Linked DNA regions of Mus musculus: region 2 is linked to region 1. Evidence: chromatin contacts called from public Hi-C data. All regions are on one chromosome and are shown on one strand. The core of a region is the stretch at or near the end of the contact, and the rest is flanking DNA. Distances in the headings are between cores, read along the strand shown. Region 1 holds the start of 2900009J06Rik (RIKEN cDNA 2900009J06 gene). Region 2 holds the start of Cd55 (CD55 molecule, decay accelerating factor for complement).

Evidence for each region. A called contact is a pair of places that touch in the nucleus more often than the background predicts.
Region 2: a Hi-C map of B cells shows a contact between it and region 1, with 5 read pairs. The contact joins the promoter of Cd55 here to the promoter of 2900009J06Rik in region 1. A contact is called at or near these places in 2 of 39 promoter capture datasets (embryonic stem cells and pre-B cells), 1 of 484 Hi-C or Micro-C datasets (B cells) and 1 of 9 other capture datasets (adipose tissue).

Annotation. Positions count from the first base shown.
Region 1 is chr1:127,771,419-127,778,048 of GRCm38.p6, forward strand. It overlaps 2900009J06Rik (RIKEN cDNA 2900009J06 gene), which reads right to left and starts at 2,636. Exons shown (of 2, transcript NR_045298.1): 1 at 2,510-2,636. Ccnt2 (cyclin T2) reads left to right here and starts at 2,746. Exons shown (of 9, transcript NM_028399.1): 1 at 2,746-2,967; 2 at 3,683-3,764. The coding sequence starts at 2,810.
Region 2 is chr1:130,459,122-130,465,751 of GRCm38.p6, forward strand. Cd55 (CD55 molecule, decay accelerating factor for complement) reads right to left here and starts at 3,623. Exons shown (of 10, transcript NM_010016.3): 1 at 3,449-3,623; 2 at 2,701-2,886; 3 at 461-652. The coding sequence starts at 3,548.

The DNA of each region.
Region 1 (6,630 bases), core at 1,386-3,885:
CTGGCCATGAAGAGACTTCGTGCATGGCAACAGTACAAAGCTGCTGAGGCTGGGGTGCGATAGTAGCTGGAGATTATGGGCAAGCAAGCGTGGAAGGAGAGGAAGCCAGAAATGTGGCCTGGTCAGTAGGCTGTAGTGAAACATTTATATTAAATCTTATAGGAAGCTGTCAAATTTTGTTCCTAGCAGAATAGTAGATATTTAAGCCTTGTGGCAGGAGAGGTCAGGGCAAGGAAGACTACTGTGGATGGACATGAGAAGGTAGAGAGTCTTAGGGTACAGTGACAAGATCATGTGAAGCCAATTATAGAAGTGCTACGGAAAGCCAAGGTCAGTTGTATCAAAAAGGAATGCAAGCTGGGGCTGGAAAGATGTGGCTCAAAAGCTCCAAGCATTTTCAGCTCTTTCGGAGGACCCAAGGTTTAGACCCCAGCACCCATTATGTAGCAGCTCAGGACTCAGGCCGCAGGAAATCTGGCACCACTGTGGGCACCATGCTTACATGTAGTGCACATTCATACATGCAGGCACTCAAGCATACAATGAAGACGTGTTTAAAATGTAAAGAAGGAGTGAAGCTTCAATGCTCAGTGGATAAAAGTGACTGCCACCAAGACTGATGATCTTAGTTCAATCCCCATGGTCCACGTGGTAGGTGAGAAGAGTCCTCAAGTCAACTTCCAACCTGTACATATGTGCTTTGGCATGCCCGCAGCAACATGTGCCCTGCCGCAACATGCACAACTGAAGAAAACAGAAAGGACAGATCTGCTTACTGTGTGTTTCTTTTGTATTGTATTATATAAGACACTTCGTACAATATTGAAAGGAGTCAACAGAGAGGGCACAGACTTGCCTTGTCCTTAATCTTATATGGAAGCCACCTTAACATCAAGTGCCATGCTGGCTGTTGTCTTCTGTAGATGTTATAAAGTTGAAAAGCTCTCCTCCATTTCTACTTTTCTCTTTTTTATCATTAGGACTGAGTGTTGTAGAAAGGCACTTATAGAATGTTACTTTAAATCAATCTAGGAACATCTAGGTAACAAGATGAGAGATCTTGTTATATCTATAACAAGGTATTATTTAGGTGGCTGTTCACAATAACCACCTACAATAATCAAAACACTAGCATAGCACAATAGAGCAGGCAGTAGGCTGAGGCAGGAACCCCCAAATCCTGACAAATGAAAGCCTCAAGTTTTAATCACAAACACACTAGCCCTTTTATTTATTTTCATTTTAAGGAATTTTTAGATAGGGTCATTTTCTTTACAGCTGTTTATTGTGCATGAGTGTGCACACGCATGTGTGCCACTGAGCACGTGTGAAGGTTAGAGGACAATTTGTAGCATTTGGGTCTTTCCCTCTACCATATAGGTGGGGAGTGAACTCAAGTTGTCCGGCTTGGCAGCGTTGCCTTTAGCTGGTCGGCCATTTCAACAGCCCTCGTTGGCTTTTTAAAAGCCAGTTTTCGATAACTGACTGCAGTCTTCAGAAAATACTTAAAAACTAAAGTGTAATTTGGTCATATACAATAGGCATTAACTCAGAGGCAGATAACATGTAAACAAATGAGTGGTGCTTCCTTACAAAAAGATGGAAATAAATCATCAGTTATAAGAGACCTTACTTTATAAAATCCTAAACAATTTTTTTCTTAGCTTCTCTTGCACTCATTTGTTAGACTGTTGGCCTAGTATGCCTAAGGCCCTCTGCTCCAGCACTTCAACCAAGATGCGGCACACCAGCCTATAATCCCTGCACTTTGTTTCTGGACAACCTGAGTTACAGCGTTCTGCTTCTCCCCAACCATCCCCCAATCTCAACCCGCAGAAACCACACAGACCTTCAAAACCATACACCCCATCTGGATGGAAGGCCTAGAGAGTCATGACCTCCAATTATTAACTTCATATTGTTTGACAGGTAACTTAATAAGAAAGATATCTGCAGAGTGATGCCACTGGCCTTGTAATCCCAGCACTTCCGAGGGGGAAGCAAGAGGACAGTAAATCCAAGGTCATTCTTGGCTACAAGAGTGAACACAAAGCCAGTCTGGGACACATGGCACATCGTTTTAAAACAACCCATACCCCTTGAGTGGCTTTAGGTTTAAAGTAACGTTTTAAAGGCGCATGCTCCCCAACATCTACTAGCGATTTAAAAAACAAAACCAAAAAACCCAGAAGACACTGTTAGTTCACTGCTAGAATTAGCGTTCTTTCCTAGCTAACTCCTCCGGAGGGTAGCCATTCGTGGACACAGGAGTCAACAAAGCTAAGAAAATACACCCACCAACATGTAAGAAAATGGAAGCTACAGCACGAAGCCGAGACTAGAAAAGCCTTTTCTGACTTTAACGCACCCGCAAACTCACAGACCACAAAATAAACCGTTTAGTTGAAAGCTAACGTCCAAGCCCTATTAGGCAGCCTCAGGACCTCTTCCCTGTTCGCCCCGCCCCTTCCCCTTAGCCCCTCCCAGATCCAGCATGCACCGCGTCGACCTTTTCTTTCCGAGTGACCCCCACTTTACGGCGTCTCCCAATGACAAGAGGCGCAGAGCATTGTGGTCCCGCGGGTCCGAGAGAGAGAAAGGGGAGGGAGGCCGGAAAGAGAAAGCAAAAGACCAGCGCGAGCCGGCAGGGCGGGTCCCTGCGCGTGCGCGTGGGTAGCAGCAGGCCCGGAAAAGGCGTGGCCCACCCTACGGAGAGCACATTGGGGCGGGGCCTCGACACATTGGCGCGGAGTCCCGGAGGCAGGCGGGGAGGGGGCGGGCTCAGGGCGCGGGCGGAGGAGGAAGTGTCATGGCGTCGGGCCGTGGAGCTTCTTCTCGCTGGTTCTTTACTCGGGAACAGCTGGAGAACACGCCGAGCCGCCGCTGCGGAGTGGAAGCGGATGAAGAGCTGTCGCATCGCCAGCAGGCGGCCAACCTCATCCAGGACATGGGGCAACGTCTCAATGTGTATCCTTTTTCTAGTTGCGGCCCTGCGTCCCACACGCCCTGGTCGCGCTCGCCGGGTGACCGGGCCTAGTGTCCCGGGAACATGGCGCCGCTCCCTTTGCCGTCTTTTGATCTCGGGAAAGACACAGAGAAAGCTAGGGCCCGAGCTGCCGTGGCGAGCCGGAGAAAGAGGAGATGTGCCGGGGAAGGCGGGCCGGGAGCCCGCGTTGTATAACCTGTGTTTGGGAGCGCGTGATGCGGGAGGGAATAGCAGTGCTTCCCTGGCGAGAGAGGAGGAATCCGGGATGAGCAAAGCCAAGGGGCGGCCCCTTCCACTTTCGGAAGTCAGAAAAGGCCTTGAGACGTAGAGAGGTCGCAGATGTTCCACGGAAAGTGTTTTCCGAGGCTTCCGTGCCGGCTCCAGGGCGGCTCTGTTGCGCCGGGGGAACGCACGTAGATGTTTCATGTTCTTTGGGTGTGTGGCGCGCGCCTTTCGACTACTTTATTTCTACTGTACTAAGCTGTAACCTAATTGCAAATAATTCCTGGGCTCTCCCTACGTAGCGTATTAGAATAATTTGGCATCCAGACTGATTTCTCTTCTCCCCGCAGACTTTCTGCATACTTTCAGGTTGAGGATTGGATTTGAGTAAATGGAAAGGGGATTTTTCCATTCAAATTGATTTAGTTTTTGGAAACATTTTGCTTAGATTATTTTCTAAACGTTGCATCCCAGCTCTCAGCTTACAATAAACACTGCGATTGTTTATATGCACAGGTTTTATATGCACCATTCCTTCACCAAATTCAACAGAAATGTAAGTACTGTTTTATTGTTTTAGACGCCGAATGTTAAAATGAGTAGATAATGCGAAAACAAGTTAGTTGATCGTTGTTTTTACTTATAAATTGAGCGTTCTACGTTTACTATAAATGTGAGTTATGCAATAAACGTTTTGCCTCGTGCAGAGGAGTGTGTGTGAGAGAGAATTTTATTAATTAAGCTGTAAAGCACAGTGTTAGCCTTTTGTTGTTGGATTTGTTGGGGAGGGGGGTGTTGTTTTGTTTTGAGACAGGGTCTCACTTGTAAGTCTGGCTGTCCTGGACCTAAATATGTAGACCAGGCTGGCCTTGAACTCAAAAGAGATATCTACTACCTCTGACTCCCCAGTGCTTGGGATTAAGTAATGTGCCACCAAGCCTGGCGGAGAAACAAACAAAATGTTTCTTAACTCAAAAAGCGATAGTGTTTTGCTCATGTAAAATTTGCAGTTGGGGTGATTTATATTAGAATAATTTAAGTACTCAAAACAGAATAGTTTGTTTGGGCAAGTGTAGTCCTTGGGAAGGATACATTTAATTGTGTAGGGTTCTTTGTTTCAAATGGTATGAATTGAGTCTTGCTTTGAAGTAATACTTTAATTTCTCTTTATAATTTGCCTTTTATTAGAATTTTTATAGTGTTATTCTGAAAGGCACATGTAGGACTAGGCCATGTAAGGACTTAATGTTCTTTGTGGATAGTTTGTGGAGTTTAGGCTCCCAATTGCTAAGGAAACAGTTTTAGAAAAGTTTCTTACATTTTTTGCTTTTGAAATGGCAGAAATGTTATAGTTTAGATTAATTCCTGCTTTAAATTCAGTTGATCTTAAGTCTAACCTGGTTTATCAAATTTGCAAGTTGTTTTTGTCTGAGACAGTGGTTTGTTTTTGTTTTTTTTTTTTGTTTTTTTATAACTGTGGGTTTTGCAGTCCCTGTTCTTTTAATCTGTTTTAATCTGTTTTGAGTCTTGCTCTTTCTGGATTATTTTGTATCATTCTTAGGTCAATAGTGGTGTTGTAGAGAAGAAAAGAACCTATTTATAATGCTTATGCTAAGAGAATCCAGTTTTAATTTCAGTTCTCTAAAAGTAGCAGTGAATTAGTGAGCACTAAGTAACCTTGGCTTTTTCACAGTAGTCCTGGATCATGCTGGTAGAAAGTACAAGTCAAAATCGTTGTGGAAATTCTTTGCAGAGCCGTAGATGTCCTATTTTTGCGAATGGGTTTGCTTTTCTATTTTCAGTATAAGATCTCGCCACATGCCTTGCTTTTTAAGCCCTTCCTTTATTTGTTTTTGTGTCCTGGTTTGTTTGCTTTAAGCAAACATCCTTCTCAATGGTAGAATCTGTCTCTTCAAATTTGCCTAGTTAGCACAGGGCACTTGCATGAAACACTTGGACTTACAGTCGTCTAAAAGTTTGTTTGCCTTCCGCATAGGAAGGAGGCTTGAGTGCTTAGTCTTTCCTAGCAGGGTAATTATCTGTTTGGGGAAACAACATCATCCCTCTCACCTCAATGTCTTTCTGGCCTGTTTTGGCAGCTTAAAGGTGGTTTTAAATACTGTATCAGTAGCATAGCCTCAGTAGTACTTCCCACACACCTGATCCTTCAGTGATGATCTCAGATTGAACATCGGTCATGTTTAAATTCATATTTTCTTGCATTCTTGAGAATTTTTTTCTCAGATTATAATCAAGTGTCATTTTTTAAAAACCCTCAAGTATCATTTGATAAATTAAACCCAACAGAGTAAGAAGCTGAGATGCCAGAACAAACTGTAAGGTCTTAAACTGTCATGCATCCATGATGCTAAGGTATCCTTCAGTATTCAGTGCTTTGTTTTAGTGTCTCAGATTGACAGATTTAAAAGTAAAGAAGCATTTCTGTGCTTGTTTATTTAAGAGTTGGAGTCAATCTTCGCCTGTGTCTGTCACCGAGTAACTTGTTTTTCAGTTGTCAGTTTTCTTGGAGAGTCCAATCATTCTAAGGAATAGGTGACTGTATATAGCTTCAGAATAAAACTATCTTTAGGACTGGTAAATAAAGAATATCCTTCTTGGATCAAGTTTAAGAGAAATCTAGTGAGCTGGTGAGATGGCTTAGGAGGTGCTTGCTGCCAAGCCTAATAGCCTGAACTTGATCTGTGGGACACACAGTATAAGAATCTCAATCTCTCTCTCTCTCTCTCTCCCTCCCTCCCTCCCTCCCTGCCTGCCTGCCTGCCTCTCTCAAACACACAAAAATAAATATAAAAGCATGTTTTAAAGATTTATTTATTTATTTTATGTGTATAGGTGTTTTGGTTGCGTGTGTTTGTGATATATATATATATATTACTGTGTGCACACCTGTTCTCTGCAGAGGCCAGAAAAGGGCGTTAGATCCTCTGGAGCTGGAGTTATAGGTGGTGGTGAACCATCATTTGGGTGCTGGAGACTGAACCTGGGTCCTCTAGAAAAACAGCCATAACCACCAAGCCATTTCTCCAGCCCTATAACTTTTTTTTTTTTAAATCAGTTTAGGCCAAGTAGTGGCTGCACATATCTTTAATCCCAGCACTTGGGAGGTAGATGCAGATGGATCTCTGTGTTAGAGGACAGGCAGGGCTACACAGAGAAACTTGTCTTGAAAAAAAACAAGGAGGGGGCTATCAGTTTAGTAAATTATAACAGCCCTAGCCCAACAGTGTCTAGAGTATAACCTGAGGTCACAGCCCTTTTTATCTCCGTCTTAAGAGACTGGCCCAACTTCTCTGAGAAATGGTTTATTCTTTTAGTTTTATTCATTGCAGGGTTTCGCTCTTGCCCCAGCCTCCCAAATGCTGGGCTACTGAAATGGCACCACATCTGACTAGTTCACTTTA
Region 2 (6,630 bases), core at 2,373-4,872, 2.7 Mb after region 1:
CAAATGCACATCTACTCATGCATGCATAGTCATGCATGCATGGAAAACATACACACACAGGTGACAAGTGGAAATTTATTACAAAATAATGTGTTCTTTGATTTACATGATTTTTACTTGTTAATTAAATCTTAGAACAGCAGGGAAAAAAACTAAATATCAGGCACACATACACAAATTCATCCTCTGAGCCACTGATAATTTCTAACCTTTCTTATTCTTTAATTTTACATTTCTGTTTTATTGCCTCAAAAAAGCAAGGTACTTGGAGTGTGTGATCATTTTAGGTAACCTTAAATTTAGTAAACATGAGCTCTGTCAGTACGTATTCCTATTATGTAAATATTTGTCTAATTAGAAAATAACTCATGAATCTCTGAAGAAACATTATATATTTTTTTCCAGACATGGTATCTCCCCAAATACAGATGACTGTAATTACTTTTTAAATCATACTCACTTTTACAAAACTGAGCAACTGGAGACCATACTAAATCCTCAAGGCAAGTTGCTTTTCCTGGGAGTGGAGGTTGTTTTCGAAATCCTGGCCGACACTCATATTCCACAATAGTACCAACTGGGAAAAAATTCATGTTGAGGTACTCTTTTTTGAGGGATGCAAAACTCAGTCTTTCTGGAGCAACACATGATTCTAAAAGAGTTAACATGGCAACAGAGAAATAGGAATGTGAACTTAGTTTATAATCCAGGCAATCTAATAGCTAGTCGTTAATCCACCCTTTTCCCATCAACTATTTGCTTTGCATGGATCTCTATGTCTTTATATATTAATTTTTAAATAAATATGACTGTGGTATTCGTAGTTCATCAAGTGTAATCACATTCATACCTTCATTTTTCAATGACTAGGAGTCTGTGAAGTTTTCACACACCAGTGCCAATAACAATAGAATTTACTGAATATTTGTAAATGTTTTATACATACTTACTCATTGAACCTCACACTGCCCCTGGTAAAAAGAGTCAGATGAACCAGCCATGTACATAAAGTATATCATGTGTGAACAGCTGAGCAAATGAGCTCTAGAGGGGCAAGGAGTACAGCAAGAAAGTGTTGCTCATTAGCTCAGTGATCAAGCTTGGAGCCAGGCTCTTTGGCTTAAGAGGTATAGGTCTGGCCTACATTATCCATCTTCTGGTAGAAGGATTCTTTAACTCTGAAATTGAGAGAAGAGTCCCTCATGAGGTTGCTTGAAGGATTAGATGCATCAATACTGTTGAACCGTTACAAACTTTTCATACCTGTGGTGAGAGTTTAGGGGCTATTTTTTGCCTTGTATAAGGGCTGAAAATGCAAATGAGAAGATGGATCTAGTGTGTTTTCAAAAATTAATTTTGAATGATTCTGGATTTAATACAGAGACACCTGATTCAGGTCATTCAAAGTCAGCAATCAAGTCTTGCTTTTATCTTTACTTTTGTGTGGTCAGTCATTCACTATATAGCAATATTCTGACCCATGATGGGCCCCATAGACAAATGTGGGGCCTGCAGGAATGCAATGGAACTGAAATATTCCTGTTGCCTAGCAACATCATGGCCATCCTAATGTAAAGTAACTCCTTGCTAACAAGTTTGCCCTGGTGCTGGGGTAGCAACCATAGTACATGAAAATCATGAGGAGTATAGCACATACAATCACATGGAGTAGATAGCATTTGATAAGTCTGTGTGTTGCCAGCTCATGTGCTTATCATACTATACGTGTTATTTTTGTTAGAAATAATAATTTCTAACAAAAATTTTAATAATAATTTGTAGAAAGAAAGAAAAGAAAGAAAGAGAGAGAGAGAGAGAGAGAGAAAGAAAGAAAGAAAGAAAGAAAAGAAAAGAAAAGAAAAGAAAAGAAAAGAAAAGAAAAGAAAAGAAAAGAAAAAAAAGAAAAGCAAGTATCATGGCTTATAATTCAAGCTACTTGAGTGGCTGAGGCAGGAGGATTTTGATCCCAGGAGTTGAGACCAGACTGAGCAACATACAGTAATCTAATGTTGATTTTTTAAAAGAAAATTAGCATAGCCGTGGTGCACAATGTATATACAGCATAAATAGCAGACAGTAATGCCTTAAGCCTGGAGAACCTTCCTCTCTTTCTGGCTAATGTGTTCTAACTGCCAACAGTAGTTAGTAGACTTACATGCTATAGAGGTTTATAAGAAAAGAACAAAGCCATGGGTTTCATAGAGAACCCTGGTCAGTACACATACCGTCTAGTATAATGTTCAGATGATATGCCAGAACAACCTAAAACTATATCTTAAAGATAACATAGGGCTATATGTACAACAGATTTTTTTTTTTTGAAGTAAGACCTCAAAATGTCTCCCAAGACTTGTATCCATTACTTAACAAAATAGAGTTGAACAAGACAGATCACCAGGGTGTGTGTCTCAGGGTAATTGCCAAATATATTCACATATAATTTACTCCCTAAACAGTACCTATCATTTTTTTTCTCTACTAGCCTGTACAATAGAAAGAAAAACTCTTAATGAAGAAGCAGGACTTGCCATAGGAAGTACCGCCTTCAATTAGCTCGAGTGTAAACTGCCAACATGTATACCCTGGGGTTTAATAATGCTAGAAAACTATCAATTACCAGTCACTCCAAAGAGGCATAAAAATAACCTCAACGAGATCCACATTCCCAAAACTTTTCAGAAAGAGAAATGAAGAACTTACTCTCACAGAATGTTTCGTGGCTCGACCATTGGCCATTTTCAAGACAGACAACTATGTTTGACTTGTCTGGAACTTGTTTAAAGCCGTTATTACACGAGTATGCCACTTTGCTTTGCTCAGCAAACTTGGAGTGTCTGCCCAAGATTGGCCTGGCATTAGGAATGTCTGGAGGTGGGCCGCAGTCTCCTAGGAAGAAAAGAGCAGGTGTAAAACTGAAGTTGGCAAGGAGCTTTCTTTCCCCAGACCTGGAACAAGAGAAGCAGCAATGGCTCTTACCTTCCTGCCAGGGCTGAACTTGCCCCTCAGGAACTTGGAATGCTTGGACTCTCGTGAACACAAGACAAAAACTAAGTAGGGAGTAAATTCCCACCCGCCTTGAGTCGTTCAGAATCTACTTAATATCCACAGGAACACTGCAGCGAGCAAGGCGCGAGATAAGACACCCGGTAGCTGCTCGCGACCAGTCTCTCACCGGCGCAGGTGGCCAGCCATCTAGCTTCCACCTTAAGAATAAAAGAGCCAGGAGCAGGGTTGGAGATTCGCACTCAACCCTCCCTTTTGGTGTTGCCACGGTCTCTGATCGCGGAGGGGATCCAGTCACAGCCCAGATAGCCCAGCATTCCACCCCCATCCCTCCCGCTGGCCGCCGGCACCCAGCAGCGGAGCCCCCAGTTACTGGGACACAATGTCTGCTGAGCATGCGCCCCCTGGCGGGCAGCCAGCCGGTCGTCGCGCATTGGCCACTCACCGCGTACAGTTGGGGACAGCAGCAACAGAGACAGCGACAGCAACGGCAGCAGCGGAGGCGGCGGTGATGGCCGAGTCCTAGGCGCCCGCCCACGGATCATAGCCCCAGGTAGAAGAGACCTTGCCCGGCTGCGGCTGGAGCTGTTTTGAGCCGCAGTTAATTGAGCAGCTGTGGCGGGGCGGGGCAGGGCCCTCGTCACCCTGGGTGGGGCAGCCTGCGTGCAAGAGGGCGTTCCCTCATTAATGAGGGCGGGTGCCTGGCCTCTAGCTTCACCCAGGGGACCTAGTTGTCCGGCGGGAGTGGGGTCTGGGGTCTGGGGGAGTACCTTCTAAAGGAGGGCGCTTCACTCCCCCAGTACTCTGTGTCAGCACTCTGCTCCAGCAGAAAGCTACCCACACTCCCAACTCTGGTGTGCTGAGTGCTTGCAAAGGGAAGGGTAGGCGCGGTGGAATTCCTGAGCCAGAGGGAGCTGAGAAATAGGGAAACACCCAGGACCCCTGTGGCTTCAGCTGGAAGATGTCAGATGGGAGGGTGGGAGCTGCTGACCAAGAGTGTGTCTCCTAGGTCTCACCATGGTGTCAAAACAGAAAATAGGATAGGATCCAAGAAAACAGGGAGGGATCAGCCTGCCAGAACCGGTCACAAACAATATGCAGAGATCTAGGGAGCTTGGCTGAGGTTTTTCAGACCCTATCTGGGTGAGGAGTCACCTTCTTAGCCCTGGTTATAGATATGGACCAAGGATACCACCTGAATTCGACTTTGGGATTATTTCAGTCCTGCTATGAAATAGAATTCAGGAATAAATAGTAGAGCTTAAGAAAAAGATTTATTTCGTGGTGTGAAGAACAGTGACAAACAAAGCGATCCACACATTGGAATCACACCAGAGCATTAAATTAATTAATTGAAAAAGAAAAGGAAAGAAAAGAATGCAGAAGGTGAAGCTGTGCATGGAATAAACTGAACCTCTCTTGAGGACAGCACTAGGAATTAGGATTATTTGGTATTGGCTGGTCACTGTGCAACCCGGTTTATGAAGCCCCACATGCGTGTGATATCCAGAGTAAAGAGCCATGTACCACACCATGTGTCTCCTGCAAATCCCCACCGGGAGGGTCGAGGTGGGAGGAAGCAGAGGTAAGTTGCCACAGGCCCTCATGTAAAAAGCCCCAAAGTGCTCCCCTTTGTGTGTCTGGGTCTGGTTAGCAGTGTCCCACTATGAATTCCCTTTTTATATAGGTGTTTTACCCAACTGGTGAAATCCCTCACCAGAAACTCAGCCTTCAATGGTAGACCAGTTGTGGGAGTGTTTGTCATATACTGATAACCATTCCTAAAGTTTTCTTGTGGTTCCTTATTGGTTAGTGTGAGCTTTTGAAGAGCAAACTGGTTTTTAACAAGTGTTTTCTTCTGATTCTTGCTTACTTAGTTACCCAAGCACCGTGTTTTCCTGTTGCCGAGATTACAGGAAAGGGTTGCTTTATAGGTGTTTGTTGAAATCTAACAGTATTTAAGGGTTCTGGAGTTGACATCATACCCTAGCGACTCATGCCTGTAAACTTGGAAGGTAGAGCAAGAGGTTTTGGGTTAAAGGCTAGCCTGGGTTTTGAAGTTCCAAGTTAACTTGGCCTCAATAGGGCCATTTCTTAAAAACATCCTGAAGTTTAAGTCTCACAAGGGTAGAGTGTTTCATAACTATCAAGTGTGTTTCTTCTCATAGTTGTTAAAAACTTGACCCTTCCTTCCTTATGTGCCACTTGCATGTCAGGGCCCAGCAGTGACAGAAGTGGTGTCACATGGACCTTCATTTATTCCCTGAGAGCTCTCTGTGACCTCATTCACTACTTTTTTCTGCCCTGCTGTAGTTAGCTGAGTCAAAATCAGATAGGGAGCACTCATAAACCCTTGAAAGAGTTCTCTACATGTGTGTTAAATAAAGATCATAGCTTTATAGCTAGATAGAACAGTGAGCCCAGCCAAGTGTCCAAAACTATCTTATTGTCCAGGCAGTGGTTGCACACGCCTTTAATCCTACCCCTTGGGAGGCAGAGGCAGGCGGATTTCTGAGTTCCAGGCCAGGCTGGTCTACAGAGTGAGTTCGAGGACATCCAAGGCTACATAGAGAAACCCTGTCTGTAAAAACAACAAACAAACAAAAAAACAAAACAAACAAACAAACAAAAACCTATCTTATCGCCCAATTTTGGAACACCAATTGGTCTAAGCTGTCACTTTCTAAAGTATTTTATTTTCAGTAATAAGTTTTTTCCAAAGAAATGAGTTTAAGAATTAATGGGTGGACACTTACGTAATGCTTGCCACCACCCAAATATTTACAATACCCAGGAGGGAAAGATTTAACAACACCACATGATGCATTTACTTAATTTTTAAAAAGGTGTGGATTAAAATATGAACATTACTAAGAAAAAAAAAAACAAAACTTCAAGCTGATAACTTAGGGTATTTTATTTTACGTGCTGGCTGTGCTGGCGAGTTTTGTGTCAACTTGACACACCTGGAGTTATCACTGAGAAAGTAGTTTCAGTTGGGGAAATGCATCCACCTCCAAGAGATCCAGCTGTAAGGCATTTTCTCAATTAGTGATCAAGAGGGGAGGTCCTGCTTGAGTTCCAGTCCTGACTTCCTTGGTGATGAACAGCAGTTTGGAAGTGTAAGCTGAATAAACCCTTTCCTCCCCAACTTGTTTCTTGGTCATGATGTTTGTGCAGGAATAGAAACCCTGACTAAGACACTGGCCCAGATTTTCTATATTCCACTTGCTTTATGCATGTACCATTTTCCAGTTCCATTTCTTCATGAGGTGGAAGAGCTATCAACATTTCACAGATGAGAGGACACGACACGATAGTTATTTCCGCAAAAAATAAGAAGTGGCCAGATTAAAATGCAAATCTAGCTTGATTCTAAGACTTTTGTGTGTATGCTTCTGAATTTGTACCTCTGTGTGTGTGTGTGTGTGTGTGTGTGTGTGTGTAGGACACAGGACAGTCTCAGGTGTCATCCTCAGGAACACGTGCTCATGTCCTTTGAACAAAGTCTCTCACTGGAAGAACCTGGGGCTCAGTGACTGGGGCAGGCTGGCTGGCCAGGGAGGCACCTTTCTCTGTCTCCCTGATGCTTGGATTACAGGTGCACATTAGCACACGTGGTATTTT